2 separate regions of the Sus scrofa genome follow, and region 1 is linked to region 2. A link is a contact called in public promoter capture Hi-C data. All regions are on one chromosome and are shown on one strand. Each heading gives the region's core, a stretch centred on a gene start, on an enhancer-like site or on the middle of the called end of the contact. The rest is flanking DNA. Distances are from core to core; before and after follow the strand shown.

The links. Promoter capture Hi-C pulls out the DNA fragments that hold promoters and counts their contacts.
Region 1: a contact with region 2 is called in a promoter capture Hi-C map of liver, with 2.6 times the contacts expected there. The contact joins the enhancer-like site here to the promoter of ZBTB20 in region 2. A contact is called at or near these places in 1 of 5 promoter capture datasets (liver), 6 of 47 Hi-C or Micro-C datasets (liver, mesenteric adipose tissue, psoas muscle and 2 more) and 2 of 2 datasets of contacts at active chromatin or transcription factors (alveolar macrophages and skeletal muscle).

Annotation. Positions count from the first base shown.
Region 1 is chr13:145,359,734-145,365,261 of Sscrofa11.1, reverse strand. All of the region lies in intron 4 of ZBTB20 (zinc finger and BTB domain-containing protein 20), which reads right to left. Among named protein-coding and RNA genes, the nearest start is that of DRD3, 410 kb to the left of the region's middle. Within about 2 kb of position 4,176, at least 17 of the 83 cell types and tissues checked have an H3K27ac peak or open chromatin away from gene starts, as enhancers often do. A contact at or near this core is called in liver and retroperitoneal adipose tissue, where this site is marked.
Region 2 is chr13:144,851,477-144,857,216 of Sscrofa11.1, reverse strand. It overlaps ZBTB20 (zinc finger and BTB domain-containing protein 20), which reads right to left and starts at 1,396. Exons shown (of 10, transcript XM_021071270.1): 1 at 1,201-1,396.

The DNA.
Region 1 (5,528 bases), core at 2,927-5,426, 510 kb before region 2:
GCCCAGATCATTGCTGTGCCATCCGGACATTTTCAGAAGGGAAGTTCAGGGAAGGGGGGGGAGGGTGCGATTGTGGAGGAGAGGAAGAAGAGAGGACAAAGGAACATTCCTGATGAACCGGAATGCCCTAGACGCGGCCATGAAAAAGCCAGCCCCCGCCCGCCACCCCACTGCTGCTTGTTGAGGACTTGGTGATGCGGTGTGTTTAATCTACTTACTCTTTCTGCTCGGGAGGCTGAGGTTCCTACATTTCCAGCTCATGCTGGACTGTACCGTAAGCAACAAGTGAAATGAGTTCAGTGATCTCATTCTAGTCCTTCGACTCCTGTCCACATCGCTAAGCGACTGCACAGCTTGGCACAGGCCAGGATGAGTCAGCAGTCTCTGGTCATGAGAGGCCAGGCCTGGAATAGCAGGGGGGGTTTAGGTCAGGAGCAAAATGAAGCAGAAAGGCAGTCTAGATGGCAGGGCTCAGCTCTGCAATTCACGGAGATACTGCAGGTCAAAATGAAAGTGCCTTCTCAGCTCTGGGGTGAAGATTTTAGGACTGCAGAAAAAGGAGCAGCCAGGGAAAAACTTAGAACAGCTGCCTACCAAACATAGCAAGAACAAATTAGAGTACCACAGACAGAAAAAGAGGGCACTGGTAGAGCCCTGGAGGAGAAAAGATGCTCATTAAGATCTCTGAAATACCTTTTTTTCCATGTGTTCCTGAACTTGATTTAAGAAACAGTGGTTACCTATATACTACCAACTATCCTGGTATTTTGGTATTGCTTTATTTTAGTAAGTAGCAAAACAAAGAAATAAGAGAAAAGCACTAACCAGAAGCTGCTTTATATTCCATAAAATAATGTCATTATAAGTAAAAGCCTAACATCTCGAAAATGTATAGATCAATAGTACCAACAGCCTGTAAAATACTGGTCTCAAAATGGTTAAAGAGAAGCCCTCCTTAAACCAAGCTTGGGTATCAGTAGAGAAGAGCTATGAGGAAACTGAGACATAGATTCAGTGATGAAACACAAGAGTAATATGAGATTGCATCCATATTTCTACTCAGTGGGGTCAGCTCAGACCCCCATCAGCAAGTGACACTTCCTGCCAACAGGACTTTCAAACACCTCTCCCTGTGCATTGGTACTATAATACAGCAAGAGGAGAGGGAAAATTAAACAGAGGGAAAAATCAGGTCCAGCAAAAAAAAAAAAAAAACAAATCAGTACAGATATTTTATTCTGGAGGAAGCAAACTGCCTGATGAGCTAATGGATAAAGAAAAATCCAAGTATCAAATAAACTTAGAAGAACCACTTCTAGATAAGGAAACGGAGGTGGGGACAGAATTATCAGCAAATAGTGGTGATGGTCCCCAAACAAGGAAGAGAGCAATCTCGAGAGTAAGGTGGTGTGCAGCAAAAACTGCAGGAAAAAGAGAATATCATCACCAAAGCGGGGAAATACTAGTAGAAGATTTCTTTATAGTGCTTTGAAGAGAGGTAATAAGGACCCACCATGTATTCCCAATTGTTACTCCTTAAAGATACACAGATGTGTAAGATGTGTAAAGAATATAAATTTTAGTGTCCATTCCACAGCTTATTAAATTGTCTCAACACATCTTTGATAAATGATTATTCTTGAGTAAATGAACTTTTTAGCATCAGTTTCCTTCTCTGTGAAATGGAATATTATCACCTTGAATTACCAGAAGGATTGAATCAAAGTCTGCCAATCCTTACCACAGCAGTATCTGTCACAGGGTGAGCACTCAATAAAGTGCTTTTACTTTACTTTATTTTTTATTTATTTAAAAAAAATTTAAGGGCCTTAGGCTAGGGGCTAAACTGGAGCTGCAGCTGCTGGCCTACGCCACAGCCACAGCAATGTCAGATCCAAGCTGCATCTATGACCTACACCATAGCTCAAAGCAACACCAGATCCTTAACTCACTGAGTGAGGCCAGGGATCGAACCCGCATCCTCATGAATATTAGCAGGTTCCTTTCCACTGAGCCACAACAGGAACTGCAATAAAGTGCTTTTATTTTTATTTGATTATCATATCATCTTCCCAAGTGTCTAGCAAAAGAATCATTGCCAGTGTCCTTCCACTGGCATATGGTTCCATTCATACAGAGTGGAACCAATATGAAGATGCTAGTAAAATCAGTTGAATAACATTCCTCAGAGAATATTGCTTTAAAAAGTTTATTTCTGTCTGGATATGTTAAACATTATACTTGAACATAGAGGATGTTAAAAATCTATTATGTTAAAATCTTGATTTAGGGTATCTACATTGTCAAAGCAACTTGGAGCTTAATAGCATTCAGTAACTAGAGGCCTAAAAAAGAAAAGAGGAATTTTTAGAAGCCTCTCCAGAAGCAACAGGATAAAAGTGCTATCGGCCTTGACCACATGATGAGGGTTTTTTACCAAAGGGGAAAACTTAGTCCAGTTGATCATCCCAGCCTAATTGATTAATTGTGGGTCTGACCATCTGGCTGATGAATGCTGACACCCAGCAGTGATTACTGTGTAACACAAATCCGGATGTGCTCCCCCTGATGCCTCCCACAATAACGGCAAAGCTGAACTTAAGGTTAGTTTATTCAGGCCTCTTGGCTCAATCTGTTCATGGAACAGTGGTTATGGCAGGGAATATTTTACTAGACCTGGTCAAGCATTATCTTCTTTTATTTCAGTTACCCACTCCTTTCCAACTCCACGCCTACCTGCTCTGAGCCCTTTCTTGTACATAATCACTTTTCATGCAAAGCATCCCATCTGTAGTTTTCATCATACTGTCTGATTCTCTCATTTCCGGTTGCTCTACTCTAAAAAATATTCGACTTGTCTAAAAGACCCATGTTGCTATTTCACAGGGAGTCCTATTGGGACATTTTTTATTGTATCTTCTTTGCTACTGGTTATCTTCAAATTATCCTATGCTTCCAAATAAAGAAAAATATTTTGCCTAACACCTGATTATAAGGCCTCCATATGGCTCAACTTCTCTATGAGGCTAATGGAATAAAAAGGTTAACAGAAGATAATTTTCGCATCTTAAATTTACATCTGATCCTCAGTTAGGGTTTCCCTTGGAGAAGATTCTCCCTACAAGGACTTTGGAGCACATATCAGTGCAGAGAAAAAAGTCAGGCTCACATAAATAATGGGAATCAATAGCAATGCCACCCACAAACCAATCAAGATAACCTGTACATGGGAAAATTCTCTAAGCAAATCAAATCTGAATGCATAAATACGAACCCTGGGGAATTACAACTAAAGGATCCTATTATTTTTTGTGGGAAGACATGGGGGAGTAAACTGGCACAAAACGCCTTGCACAAATTTGGCCAATGAGTCACAAGGAAAAAGAATCATGCCTTCCCCCTATCCTTTCCCCAGCCTGATTTCTATCTCAAAATTTATCACTTTTCTTGCTCCCCACAGATGCTGAATTCTTCTTTGTTCCAGGCTGGGTTAGTGTTAATTTTCAGTAGAGAATGGCAGCAGCATGCTGAACTACAGAGTTCCAGACTGGGAGTTGGGAAATGTTTTTGGCCTGACTGTCAGTAAACAACTATGTGTCTAGGGCAAGTCAAGTCCCTTAACTCCCCATGTCTCAGTCTCTTCATTGAAAAATGATAGGGTTGGACTGCATGAACTCCATAGTCTCTGCCAACACTAAGATTCTATGGTTCTATAGCTCATTTCCTTTTTCTCTCTGGCACCAACTGCTCAACAACTCTGCTTATAGTCATTTCTTTGCACTCAGTTACCGATGGAAAAATATCGCCTTCATTTACTACCCAGTATTTGGTATTTCTAACCTTTCCCTCTTTTTGTGATGCTAGATATTTTGAGTCATAAACATGAACATATCCAGATAGATGCTTTAAATTTGAAAGCACTTAAGGAGAATAGCTTTCCCATGTAGAAACATTTAGTGCAGCTCGGCATGGAGGAAGCCAGGCATCCAAAAGTGGAGCAAAGGGGCCAATTCACAAATGAGAGGAAGCCTTTCATAATAAGAGTCTCCAGATTCTTCAATTTAGATAAAGCTACTAAATTCCAACTACTTTTCCAATCAATCCCAGACACCCTCACAGACACTTAGGACTACAAATCTGAGGACCAGCACTGGCAGTGATGCAGTTATTTCACCTCCACCATGTATTGCCAAGTAGGATTTAGGATGGCATAGTAATAAGAGCCAAGAGGACAATCTGTCATTTATTTTCCTCCAAACTTTTTGAAATTTCCCATTTGGGCTCTGTTTCCCAGTTTTAATTTGGTAACTGCCATTTTTCAGCATTTCTTTTAACAGGTTACTAATAATTTCTGATACAGGATCTCATATTTCATTTTGTGCTGCTAGAACTGCTGTTAATATTTCATCTGCCTTCAATTCAGCTCTGAATTAAGGCTTCTGAGCTTTTTTTTGATACACTGTTCTCACTTTGGTTCTGGGGATTTGATCACCAGTGTTCACCCAGTTTGTCCATATCTTGTTAGATAAGAATAATACATTGTCTCAGAAATATCTCAGGGTGTGCTGTACATTCTAGAGATACATTAGAGTTTCTTTTTTCTGGATCTTTGATCAAAATCACATAAGTGTTCTGTGTTTGTTTACCCAGGTAGCTTGCTATTTACTTTTGTGGTAACGTTCTGGAAGCAGAGAGCAATGGTTTACAGCCAGGGCTCACAGGAAGACCTAAGTTCAAATTCTGGCTCTGAAACATACTGCAAATACCATGTTAGGTCAGTTCCTTAACCTTACTGAACCTCTATTTTTCTATTTGTAAAATAGGGATAATAGCAATAACTACCTCTATTGCTATGAGTTCTCAAAAAAGAATGTTATCTTTATTCCCCTAGTATTAATAACCTACAAATTCACCTTATAGTGTTTTTATTTTGCAACATCTTTTCAAGACTAGCAAGTTACCTTTGAAGTCCAGACTTTTACAATTTGCTTTAGTGTAGTTTACATTAAAAAAAAACTCAAGTAAAATTAAGTAAGTACTTTAAAATTGGGTTCTGAAAACCACATGTATAATTACAAATGGTATATAGATAGCATCATAGTCTTATGTCACCTTTAAATCCAGTATCAAATTCTCAAAATTCTGTTCATTTAATAGCCAGGCCTGGATAAGGCATGTCATACTAATTCTAATCCATTCCATAAAGAGATGGCTTAGAATATTTACTTCCCCCCATTTGCAAACAATACAGATTATTTTAATACTTTTTGGTCATATATAGGTCAGGGTCCATCAGGAGTGAGAAATCACACAGCAATTTGAACACGGAAAGTTTAATATAAAGAAGTACTAACTAGAACAGGGGATTGGAGCAACAAGGGAGTAACTAGTAAGAAGTAAAAAGAATTGTAAGGTATATAAGAATAAGCAAATATAAGGAGCAACCTCAACTTCTGAGGCTGATGGAGGGTGCCCAAGGAAGAGTCCCCTACAACTCCAGACTGGGATCCAGCCCTTGTTGGACAAGA
Region 2 (5,740 bases), core at 147-2,646:
TTCACGTGTCTAGAAGATTAACAAGTTTAACTTTGCTTGGGCCAATGGTGATTTTTGAGGCCAGTACTTAACGAACAGGCTTTAATTACTTCCTGGTTCATTCAAATTTTTATTGGAAAACTGTCACCCTGCTACTGACCCCATTCAACTGGGTTCAGCGTTAAGAGATCAGCGGATTACCGTGCTAGGTAGCGTAGCTGTACGCCATATTGTGTTTTTCGCTAATGTTTATAGTTTATGTGTGTGCCTAGCATATGTTTGTGCAAGTGTGTTTATCAATATAACTTTTAGAAAATCCCTTCCTCCTGCCTCTTCAGCATCCTTAAAAAGGATAACAGCTTCGGGAGGGGCGGGGCATGAGGCGGGTGGTGGGAGGTGACCAGAACGCCACCCGGACAGAAATGCATTAAACAATGTAAAAGAGAGTGCGTTTCTTTTAAACTTTCAAAAAGCATCCAACCATTTTATCTCAGCTATGAAAAAGAGCAAACATATTTTAATATTTCCAAAGGGGCCCAAAGGAAGAGAGAAAGAAGGAAAGGTGTGTCTTCCCTTCCCAAGCCCCCTCCTCTACAGTCGCAGCAGCGAAGCAGGCGGCGGCCGGTAGCTCCCGCGTCTTGAGGGGCGTCCAGCGGCTCTGGGGCCAGGACCCCTCCCGCCCCCCAGTTCTCTGAAGACGCTCCAGAGACCGCCAGAGCCACGGCAAGTGGGGAAGGGCGAGGAGGGAGGGGACGGAAGACAAGCGGGCGCCTCTAGCAGCTCCTGAGCCCCGGCTAGTCCCCCTCAGCTCCTCTTCTTGGAAGCGGCAGCTCCAGGCGCGGGGAGTAGAGAGAAGAAGGCAGAAGACACGTTTCCAGCTGCGGGACGCCCCGCCCGCCCTAGGACCCCGGACCCTCCCGCGCTCCCTCCCTCCGCGCCTGGTCGGGCGAGGCCGCCGCAGCCGCTTGGAGCGAGGAGGGGCGCCCGGGGGAAGGGGGCGCGGAGGGGGGACGCCTGGGGGAGGGGGCGTTCGCTTGGCCCGCCAACGGCCCGCGAGCTCGCCACTCTAACTCGCTCCCCCAACCCCACCCCGCGCCCCTCCTTTCCCGTCCCGCCACCCCCAACTCCTAGCGCCTCGCAGACGCCTGGTCCCCCACGGCATGCACACACCCCTCCCTCCCGCCCGCCAGCCCCACAACAAATTAGAGTTTTTGGCGTTACCTCCTCGCGCTCTTTAATCTTCTTTCCTCAACTCCTAAACTTCCCCCGCCCCTACTTCTTCGGCAAAAAGCCCACATTGGCCGCCTCACGCCGCGAACCCTCTATCTTTTCCTACTATTCGGTTTCCCTAATGCCACTCTTGGCTTCAGTGAGCCAATAAGAATGGGACGCCCCTCGTGAAGTTGCCGCCCATAAACAAAATACACTCTTCCTCCTCCCCTCACCTGTCCCCGCCCCCATTGCCTCTTCCCTCATCTCTACCACCTTCGATTGGACTAGAAAAGGCCCAATCCGCTATCTCAGACACCCATTGGGGCACGGAAACTTCGCTCAGAGAACTGTTAACAGGCAATTGGTCAGCAATCTTCCCACTTCCCCCCCACCTCTGCCGCACATTCGCCCACTCTGGAGAGGTCAGTCATATCTCGTTGTTCAGTGATCCGAGAGATGGGATTCTATTGGTTGAGAGAGCCCGTCAGACCGGACTGGAGTGAGCCATGATTGGTCAACACAAACACGATCAAGTGTGGTTGTCTACTCCTCCGATCCTCCTTTTTTTCTCCACGCCCCTGCCCCCTCCCGCCTGCTTTTACTTTCTACGCATTTCTATTTCCTCCTTTATTTATTTATTTGTGATAAACTTAAATGACCCGGCGACGGAGGCGGGACTCGAGACGAGGACGAAGATGACGAGGGACGGCCGGGGGCCAATTGCCGAGGGGGCTGCCGCGTGAGGGGCAGCGGCGTTGGCCAGTGAGAGGCAGGTGTCTGGAGCGCTCTAGGCCTATGGAGCCGGGATGCCCCAGCGGAGGCGGCGGTTACCCGCTGTCTGGCGCGGCAGGCTGGCGGGGGGGTAGCCACGGGAGGCGAGAAGCGGGGTGTCTCTGTCGCCGACAGCTGAGGCGGCAGGAGAAATATGGATGAGGGGCGGTGTGAGAGAAAACGGGAGAGAGGGTCTGCCGAGGCGGCGGCGCTCAAGGCCACGCTGGGTCAGGCTTGATTCCTGAGGAGTGGGGTGCAGGTTGCCAAGCCGGGAGGTCACCAGAGGCCGCTGAAGCAGTGCCAGTGCTCAATGGGAAAATGTGTTCGTTCAGGAGGTTTAGAAAAATACTATGTAAAACAGTTTGGAGTAAGCTGCCCTTAATATAAATGAGGATATTATTCTAGCGGGAAAAGCAGATTACTAAACGCCTGAAGTACCTACGACCCAACCGGAGCCTACAAAATTGAATATCCTGAGGGGTAAACCGAAGGAACAAATAAAGCAACACGGAAAATTAAATGCGGGTCAGATGCTTCAGTAAAACCTTCATCCTCATCCATTTGTCACTCAACATAGCACTTCCCAGAGACATATTCTTACCAAGAGTTGGTCCAGTACCCAGGCATTAGGGGGAAAAAAAAAAAAAAAAAAAAAGAATGAAGCTTAAAGCCGGCAGGAAGCTCAGGAAAGATTCCTAAAAAGGACTAAATGAAAAAATAAATAAATAAATAAATCTGCAGAATAAAAAATTGCCATAATTAGGGAATTCAGAAATAATTTATCACAAAATAAGAGACTTCATTAAGAATGCCATATGTACAAAAATATATTTGCAATGTGAAAATAATTTTTTTTATGGGACATGCTTTTGATGTGTTATTTCCAATAAACTCAAGTCCTCTGAATTTTATCTTAGGCTTCCTTGGGACATCCAGCCTGCCTTAAAGAAAAAATTCATGATACTTGTTAAAGATAGTTAGGCAGACTTTATTCAGGACCATTGAGATAGCTATGGCTAGGATCTTTGCATTTAGATTTTGCAGAACAGGTAGATTGGGCTCACCCTCATGTTTAGAGGGGGTAAGTGGGAACTTTAGCTAAGAAACAAGGTGAGGGTCAGTAGAAGGAAAATTGATAAGAGGAAATATTAGAGGTAAGAGGAAATTTTGGCTAAACCAACCTAGTAGGATTCTTGCTGAAGACAGATCAGGGTGATCAGACATTACCTTGGGGATGATGGAATCTAGGATGATTGGGGAGGGAGGATTCTTGCTAAACCCAGCTTTTGTAAGGAAGTGTACAGATGCCTGGCTTTAATTAGTGGTCTTTAGCAGAACCTAAGCAAAATAAATTGGCCCTAGTGAAAAAAAAAAAAATGTGTAAAGCCTTGACCTCATAAATACCATTACATCTATCTTTTGAGGAGTATATGTATAAGAGTTTTAGATCCACAAAATTATTGCATCAGATGTCAAATTTGAAGACCAGTAAAATGTACAAATTTCTGTTGAGTCTGGAAGCCAAAACATTTTAGGATTTATGTATAAATCTTAGCAAAAAAAGTGATGTAGTGACTGTAGTAAGTATTCCATACAAAATAACTAGCTTCACATGTGAAAATTCAGTAAAATTTAACAAAGGTGTTTAAATAGTTTAATTCCACAACTTTTCTGAAGTACAATGGCCACACCCTCCAAGTACTTTATAAAGCTCATTCTTTGCAGCAAGTCTTTAAAGCTATTGTTCAATATCTGTACATGAGAGCTAATAGGGTTATAAAGATGAGGCATTAGGAAAGCAATGTAAAATACTCTAATTGAATATTAGTGATCAGTGTATATGATCCACTGGTGTTCATTTACAGCTTATAAAATCATAAAGAGAAATCAAATGTAGAGTTTCAGACTTCTGTCACTCCTTCCTCTGAAATTTTGCCCCTCAAGCTTCAGTCACTTTGGCAGAGTCAAACCCTGTCTTCTCTTGCCTCTTCCCAGTGAGCCTGTAGCTTTCTAGCCAGACCGTATCCCCTCACTTCATGAATTAGAAATGTCTCAGGGAAAGGGCCAGATTGACTTTAGAGCCCTTCCTGTGCTTCCCTTCTCTCAGGAATCATAGCCCCTTAAACCCTGTCTGAAATAATTGTCTTCAAACATTTATATATATTTTATTCAGCTTTTATTGTTTCTGACACAGAATTAGTCTAATATGAGCACTCCATTGTAGCTGAATTCCTATGAATTAATAGAAGTCACTTGCCAAGCTGAGCATATAAAACCAGGCCACAGGTCTTCTAATATACAAATTAAATATTCCTAACCATTGTCTTAATAGAGCAAGTATGACTTTATCTAAACTCAGAATGTCCCAATGAGAAGTCTAAAATTTTCAGAGTTGCTTAATAAGTCCAAAGGATCACTTTTATTCATTGTTATCATGACCAGAGTATGTGGTTTATTCACTAGTGAGGGTTTCTGTTGATGCAGTTGCATCTACCTGGTGTTGCTTTGAAAATTGATGGGTCTTTGTTTACAACAGATAGTGTTTTAGTGTCTGATACACATGTCACTACAGCTGGTCCCACCCTGATTTCTATGTTGTGGAAACCCGTTTCCCTGTGTTAGTATCATTTATGGTCTCACAAGCCTGGGCTTCATAGCTTATAGTGAATTTGTTGTAGAGACCTTTCAGAAAAAGAGAGTGAGAGAGACGGAGGGAGGGAAAGAGAGAGTTTTCTCTTGGCAGAGTGGTGGCATCAGAAGGATTTCTTGCTTCAACCGTATGCTAAGCCAGAATGAGCCCTTTCTTACAAACTTTGTGTCTAATCCTTAAGTAAGGATGGAATTATTTCACTCATTGTCCTAAGGTCTGCTCCAAATTCTGTAACTAGTTAAATCATACTTTGGCTAAGGAAAATTTATGATGGCACCAAAAGGCAATCATTCAAATGTGACGTACCCAGCAAGGTTTCCTCTCTCTAAGGCTTTGTTGTTCAGTGAATGCCCCAATGTTGACATGAGGACCACTTTTATCCACAGACATGATTTATATTGGAAATCTACTAGAGAAGATGTATTTGTTTCCTATTGTGTTGCAACCAGTTATCACAAATTAGTAACTTAAAACAACCCAAATTTGTCATTTTATAGTTTTGGCCATCAGAAGTCCAAAATCAATCTCAGCTAAAATCAAGGTGTTGCAGGGCCTTTTCTAGTTTCTGGAAGCCACCTGCATTTCTTAGCTTGTGGCCCCACCCTTCATCTTCAAATCAGTAGAACAGATTTGTCTAGTTACTCTCTCTCTAATTCTAACATCCTTTTTTAACATTTACCTCCCTCTTAAGAGGATCTTCGCAATTAGTTTGGGCTACAGGGATAATCCAGAATAGTCTCTTCATCTTAAGGGCCTTAGTCACATCTGCAAAGTCCCTTTTGTCATGTGACATTCACAGGTTCTGAGGATTAAAATATGGACATCTCTATGGGCAAGGGGACAATTATCCATTCTACCACAGAAGGCTTCTTGCCACTCTCACCATAAATTCTTAAACAAGCCCAAGGTCTGTAGGGCTCTCATTTTTAAAATAGTATTTACTATTCTAGGAGTTTCCTTGTGGTGAAGGGGTTTAAGGATCCATCACTGTCACTGCTGTGGTGCGGCTTTGATCCCTGGACCAGGAACTTCTGCATGCTGTGGGCACAGCCAAAAATAAATAAATAAATAAATATAAATAAAATTGAATTTAATATTCTAAACATAATTCCCTAGGTCCTAACAACA